Linked DNA regions of Mus musculus: region 1 is linked to region 2. Evidence: chromatin contacts called from public HiChIP or PLAC-seq data. All regions are on one chromosome and are shown on one strand. The core of a region is the stretch at or near the end of the contact, and the rest is flanking DNA. Distances in the headings are between cores, read along the strand shown. Region 1 has its middle 25 kb from the start of Gm32643. Region 2 has its middle 25 kb from the start of Gm32478.

Region 1 (3,219 bases), core at 483-2,982, 860 kb after region 2:
TACTCTCCCACACAGAGATGAACACATACATAACTGTACATACAAGCACACACTTACATAAAATTCAGAGTATGTCCCCAGAGACTTATAGATTTGTATGCTAAGTAGAAATGAGAAGGTGGAGGTAGGGACTTTGAGACTGAGCAGCCTCAGAAGTATATACAAAGACCATTGTTCATTTGATATGCAACGAATTCAAGTTCCTTAAACTTGCTTAGCCTCAGGTAACCCACCAATTTAAAAAGAACTACTTATGAAACCTGATAAAACATTCAGAAATTTGTTCAATGATTTTTTTCTTTAAAAACAAAACAACAAACAACCCCCCCCCAAAAAAACCCTCTGTATTTAAGTCAAAAGAACTGGACCCAAACTCTAATTCTGCTATATACATGATTTGAGATTGTTACAAAATTACCCCATGACCCTCAGGATAATAACTTCTACTATTAAAATTTATTTTCATCTATTACAGAGAAGATACTTTTGAATTTTTAGCAAAATTACCAAGGTCAAGTAGAAAAGTTAATTTGGGCCCTGCATGCTCCCATGTGTCTATGATCTCAGCACTTAGGAGGTAGAGTCAGAAGTTCAAGGTCATCCTCTGATACATACCAAATTAGAGCTTCTTGGGACCCTGTCACAAGAGAGAAAGGGAGAGGAGGAAAGGAAGGAAAGAGAAGGAGATGGAGGGAGGTAGAAAGAGTGGACGGGAAATTAATTCGATAGCAGTAGTCTCATCAGCTCCCACCCATAGGGGAAGTTCTTGCTCTGGGCTGGCTTGCTCCTTCACATCCTGCCTGCTATCTGCTGCTGCTCTCATAGTCTCCTACTGCTAGCACCAAAGCTCCCCTGTGCTCTGCAAGGTCTTTGCAGAGCTCCTTCATCCATCTTTCCACATTGGCCCCTCTGAGCATTAGACCACAGGTGCTGTCTGCAAGATCTTACTGTACTTTTTCACTGAGGGCACAGCTGTGAGGGCATATAGTAGGCTAGATATTCTCTTCTATTGCTTCTAGTGAGTTCTCTGTCTCTTTAAAGCCTCCTGTCTTCCCATGTCACATGATGCCACGCTCATAATAAGCAGCACCACCTACAAAGGGAACATAACATCTGTCCCCTATGAAACCACAGAAATGAGGATTGTTTAGTTTATCATTTGGGGTAAAGTGTGGGGAATGGGATGGTAAGAAGGCAAGAGAGAAATCATTAAAAAGCCATATCACTGTCAAACAACTTAAGATACACTTTCTAGAGCACAACCCTTTGAAGTCCATGAGCTATTTTCAACTGTGGAAACATTCTAGAGCACTTCTCTCCCCAGAAAACCTAAGACCCAGATAGTCCTGGTATTAGCCCTCTGCTGAGAACCAGTGCTGATTTTGCACACCTATACAATTCCAACTCCTGGTAAGGGTTAGAGGTAACGTAGTGTTGATCAGGTAACTAACATTGTAGAACTTGTCCTATGCTTGGTACTATTTTAAGTACTTCCTATGTATGCTTCTAATAGCACCTTCAGATAGGCAGGGCTTATTTTGACTCACCATTTGAGGAAATACATTACACAATGACAAAGAGAATATGGTTGGCTAAAGAAAGTGAGGCACCTGGTCACATTGTGTCTGGGAGTCGGGGGAGCAGAGAGTAGGCAGGACGTGAAGTGGGGCTATAAATCTGCCAGGTCTGCCTCCACTGACCCACTTCCTCCAGCAAGACTCCACCTCGGAGTCTACAACCTTCCAAACAGCACCATCATCTGGTGACCAAGTGTTCATACACATGAGCCAATGGGGATTCAGATAATGGTGCACACTTCATTGGTTTTCTTTACTTGTTTACTCACCATCTATTTTTGGAGAGTTGGAGGTTAAACTCAGGTCCTCATGATGTCAGCAAGTGTGCTGCCATGCAATCCCACTCCCTATGTGTACATAAGTTGATCCCTGGTATTGTAACTACTTGAAAACTATAAACCCAAGATGCAAGTAGGAAAACTGAGCTGGTCTAGAGATTGTGTAATGGAGGTAGGATTCAGAGTTAAGCCATCCAACTTCAAGGTCACAGAATTCACCTCCCTTAACTTGCTATCCTATTGACTCGTACATTTCCTGCTTCAGACCTGACAGTTCCAAACCAAAAAGTCCTCCAAGTTTTCGGTGCTCTGCCATTCATCTTTGTCTTGCTCTAACCAAGGGCCATGGGCTTGCATAAGGCAAGGAAAACTCTAGGTAATATCTATGGCTCACAACTATAGCCTAACTGGTTTCTCAAGTTATTTGTCCTGTATAAATTGTTTTTACCCAATACCCGTGATCTCTCTATAGAATGAGCTATTCCCAAGTTGCCTGTGGTACCAAATAGCTACAAAGATACTGGCAAAGAATTGGGGAGACAGCTGGGAGATAGTTCCATTGATAAAATGTTTGCCACTCAAATATAAGAACCTAACCTGGATCCCCAGCACCCACAGACGGACAGACAGACACACACACACACACACACACACACACACACACATACACATAGTAAGAGGGGGGTTGCAGATATGGCACTTGTAATTTCAGGGTTGGGGAGGCAGAGACAGATCTTTGGAGTTCACTGGTCAGCCAGTCTAGCCTATTGGTGATCTATGACAACCAAGATTGACTTCTGCAGTACACAGAGAAGGGAGAGACAGAGATAGAGAGACAGAGCAAGATAGACAGAGAGAGAGAGACAGAGAGGAAGGGAGACAGAGAGAGAGAGGGAGAGAGGGGGGGGCAGGCAGCAGGGGAAGGGGGCGAGATATTGCCTCTCTTAGAACTATAGTCAGATTGCTTCTCCTTCAATCTAGCTACAAGTAGTCCAGCTCAGCCTCTGAGTAGCATCAATACAGAGGCCTTGTAGGCTCAAGAAGCTTGGGAAAGACCCTTGACTCCACTCTGCATTTCGTCTCTATCCCTCCAAACAATCTCTATGCAAGTGAACATGACATTATTGCTCATCATCCTCTCCTTCTTAATCATCTTGATTGCCTTGTACCTTCATACCTGAAATTCCCGCATGCAGCCAGGCCTTCTCTCCTTCCTGACTGTGACAGTGTGTCACCATGGAACTGTTTCTGCCTCTCTGATCACCTCCATGTTCTCAGTAGAGCACCCTCTGTACACTGATCTTATTGTTAAATATTGATAGCAGTCTTCTCCCTTTGTGCTTACTCGATTGTTCCATTATTGG
Region 2 (3,220 bases), core at 357-2,856:
CAGGTACTGCTTCCTTGTTAGGTGTCCTGGTTCTCTGGCTCTAACAGACATTTTGCCCCTGCTTCTCGGATGCACCCTGAGCCTCATTCATATGGTTGTGCTATGGATGTTCTGATGGTTGAGCTTAATTGTCAACCTGACAGAGTTCGTAATCACCATGAAAACAAATTTCTGAGCATATCTGTGAGGGATCAGGGAGATTGGCTTAACTGAGGTAGGAAGACCCACCCTGGGCATCACCATCTCATGGGTTGGGGTCCTGAACTAAAGAGAGGGGAGACAGTGAGCTGAGAGCCAGCATTCATCACTCTCAGACTCCTGACTATAGATTCTCTGGGACCAGGTCTCTCGTACTCCTGCTGCCATGTCTTCCCCGTTGTGATGGGCTGTGATCCAGAATAACCCTTCCTTCCTTCCTTAAGTTGATTTTGTCAGCTATTTTTGTTACAGAAACAAAAAAAGTAACTAATACAATATTCATACACATAGACTATATATAACCTATATTCATATTAAAGTATAGATCACATAGTTTTGCATAAAATATATAATATAAGCCACATATATCATATATTCATATTTATACCAAATATAGATCATATTTATTCTGTTTATATATAATCTATATATAGTTATATATTCATAGATCATATTTATTCTGTTTATATATAGATAAACTATATCTTACATATTCATATATAACTATATATTGTAATTATATACATAAACCATATATACACATGAGCATGTGTGTGCACACATGTGCACTCATGTGCACATGTGCGCACACGCGCGTGCGCACACACACACACACACACATATATATTCCTCTCTGTAAAGTTTATCTCTCTTCCCCACAGTGTGTTATAGGATCTCTAACTTCCATTCACTTTCTTGTTTTAAGCTGTATATAAAGGTACCTTGTCCTAGGCTGATCTGTAGGCTGTCCCCTTTCCAGAGAGTCCTCCCCTACCCGCTCATATTCTAGAGGAAGGAACTCTGTTAGGGGAGCCGAAGAAAAGTGACAAAGCTGTTTGTGAGTGTCTGTGTCTCTGGAGGTTCATTTCTGTGAGCCCCAAGTGGCCTGGTGGGTTTCACCTGAAGCCTCTGCTGCTGGAAAAAATAAAACAGGAGAATTGTTTGAGCCCAGGACCTTGGGACCCAGCTGGACCACATAGCAAACTACTATCTCAAAACTAAGCAAAACATGAGACTGTAAAAGACAGAACTGGGAGCTTTGAGAGCCACACTCCTGGAAGTTTTGGAGGCTAGTAGTCTGGAGGGCATGGAAACCCCATCTCCCTGCATCTCTCACATATGTCCTTTGTAATACATCTCATGATAGATAAATGTGTTTCTGTGCGTTGTATGAGTGACTTAAATGAATGGAACCCGAAGCTGAAGTTGTAGGATCCAATCATAGCAGGCCGCGCAGAAGGATAGAAAACATGACCTGAGCTTCTCCAGGCCACCAGTGGTATAGGGAGCAGACTTGGACTTAATCCCCAGCCTGTGCTTCTTGATGTCACCTCCAGGAAGGTCAGAAGACCAGACTTGTGGTTACCACTGCTTGAAAACACCTTTTAAAGGAAAGGGGGATTCCCCACATGGTTCATCGCTGTGCTGTGGAAACAGAAAACCAGACATGACTCTAGAACACCTGTCATCCAGTCCTACACAAACCATTGGTTTTCCATAGACCCCTCTGTTGTCCAGGAAAGAAGGGTGAGTGTGAAGGGCGCTCTGTGTTCCTGTGGGAGGGAAAAGGAGTGGAGGCTGAGAAGCCCTCCTGGGGAGAGTAAGGGAGACTAAGCCTCAAAGGATGAACAGCTGACTCCAACACAGTATCTGTAAGATACAGTTGACATGTAATAGCTGCACAAACCCAGAGGTTCTGATGTATGTATACAGGTGTAAGGTCAGCAGAAGGGGCGATGCATACAACTCTCACCCTGAATTCACGATGCTGTTATATGGATACATAGCAATTTGTTTGTTTAGTCCTTTATGACCCCAGGTTTGGAATCTTATAAATACTACTGTAGCTGAGGCATTCATGGATAAGCCTTAAAAAAGAAGTGGATTTCCTTTCTCTCTTTTGAGCACTGGGATCAGATAAGCAGTAAAGTATTCCCAAGATTCTCTCTCAATGAGTCTCTACTTCAGAATCTTTAAAACCACGAAGTCTGCAGCCTGGCACACCGGTCACTCATGGGAGTGAGGCAGAAGGATTGCCAGTCTGAAGGCAAGCTGGGCTGCATTCTAGAATGTTGTCACAAAATGGAACAAAACAAAATAAACCTTTATAATCTGTTTTTTTTTTTTTGATTGGAGAGTTTATTATATCTATCCTTCGTCCTCAGACTCAGCTCTCAATAGTGGGATAGCAAACATGAAAGAAGATTATGTAACTGCTGGAGTAGGGCTGGGGAGATGGCTCAGTTGGTAAACTGCCTGCCTTGTGAACATGAGGCCTTAAGTTCCATCTCCATAACAGGCACAGTGATGCAAACCTGGAATCTCAGTGCTGGGGAGACAGAGATGAAGGACCTCTGGGACTTGTTGGACAGCCAGCCAAGCCTGACTGGGAGCTCTCAGTCCCAGTGCGAGATCCTAACTCAAAAATCAAGGTGGAGAAGGATGGAAGAAGATGCCTCCATATACCTCTAGCCTCTACCTGTACACATAAGTGCACACATGTACCAATACATGTATAAATGCAAACAGGTAGATCTCCTCACCCCAAATGGTGGAATTCTCTGAGCAGAGACACAGGGTGGGTCCACCCAGAAAACATTGTGATCTGATATGCCAATTTACAGCCGCCTGGTTTCCAAGCATTGATCTGGGGAGAGTGTACTCTCTTCTCACCCTCCTCCTTCAGCAGCCCTGGTTGTTCTCGTCAATCTCTCCATAGCTTTCTTGCTTCATCTGCAGAACTTTGGTTCTTTTTGGGTTTCTGTGTTTGTACCATGTGTTGCTCAGGGAATGGCTCTATGGGAAACAGGCTAACAGGAAATTAGAAAATTGAAAACTGATGTCAGCAGTCACACATACCCATGGTGAGAGAGCTCTGTGAGATTTGTTATTCAGCTCCCACAGACTATGCTGGACATGCTAGCAAGGAACTCAGCTGTCCTTCGGCAGTAAGAAAATGAGGTGTAGGACTCAGGAGCTGGACTCAACACCAGAAGCTGAGTGATAAAGCAGCCCTGTGGAT

The links. HiChIP or PLAC-seq counts read pairs in DNA pulled down with a chosen protein or histone mark.
Region 1: a contact with region 2 is called in an H3K27ac HiChIP or PLAC-seq map of regulatory T cells, with 8 times the contacts expected there. The contact joins two enhancer-like sites. A contact is called at or near these places in 1 of 484 Hi-C or Micro-C datasets (bone marrow-derived macrophages) and 2 of 115 datasets of contacts at active chromatin or transcription factors (regulatory T cells and thymic regulatory T cells).

What each region holds. Positions count from the first base shown.
Region 1 is chr8:128,516,194-128,519,412 of GRCm38.p6, forward strand. No RefSeq gene overlaps it. Among named protein-coding and RNA genes, the nearest start is that of Gm32643, 25 kb to the left of the region's middle. Within about 2 kb of position 1,733, at least 16 of the 459 cell types and tissues checked have an H3K27ac peak or open chromatin away from gene starts, as enhancers often do. A contact at or near this core is called in regulatory T cells, where this site is marked.
Region 2 is chr8:127,654,130-127,657,349 of GRCm38.p6, forward strand. No RefSeq gene overlaps it. Among named protein-coding and RNA genes, the nearest start is that of Gm32478, 25 kb to the left of the region's middle. Within about 2 kb of position 1,607, at least 6 of the 459 cell types and tissues checked have an H3K27ac peak or open chromatin away from gene starts, as enhancers often do. A contact at or near this core is called in regulatory T cells, where this site is marked.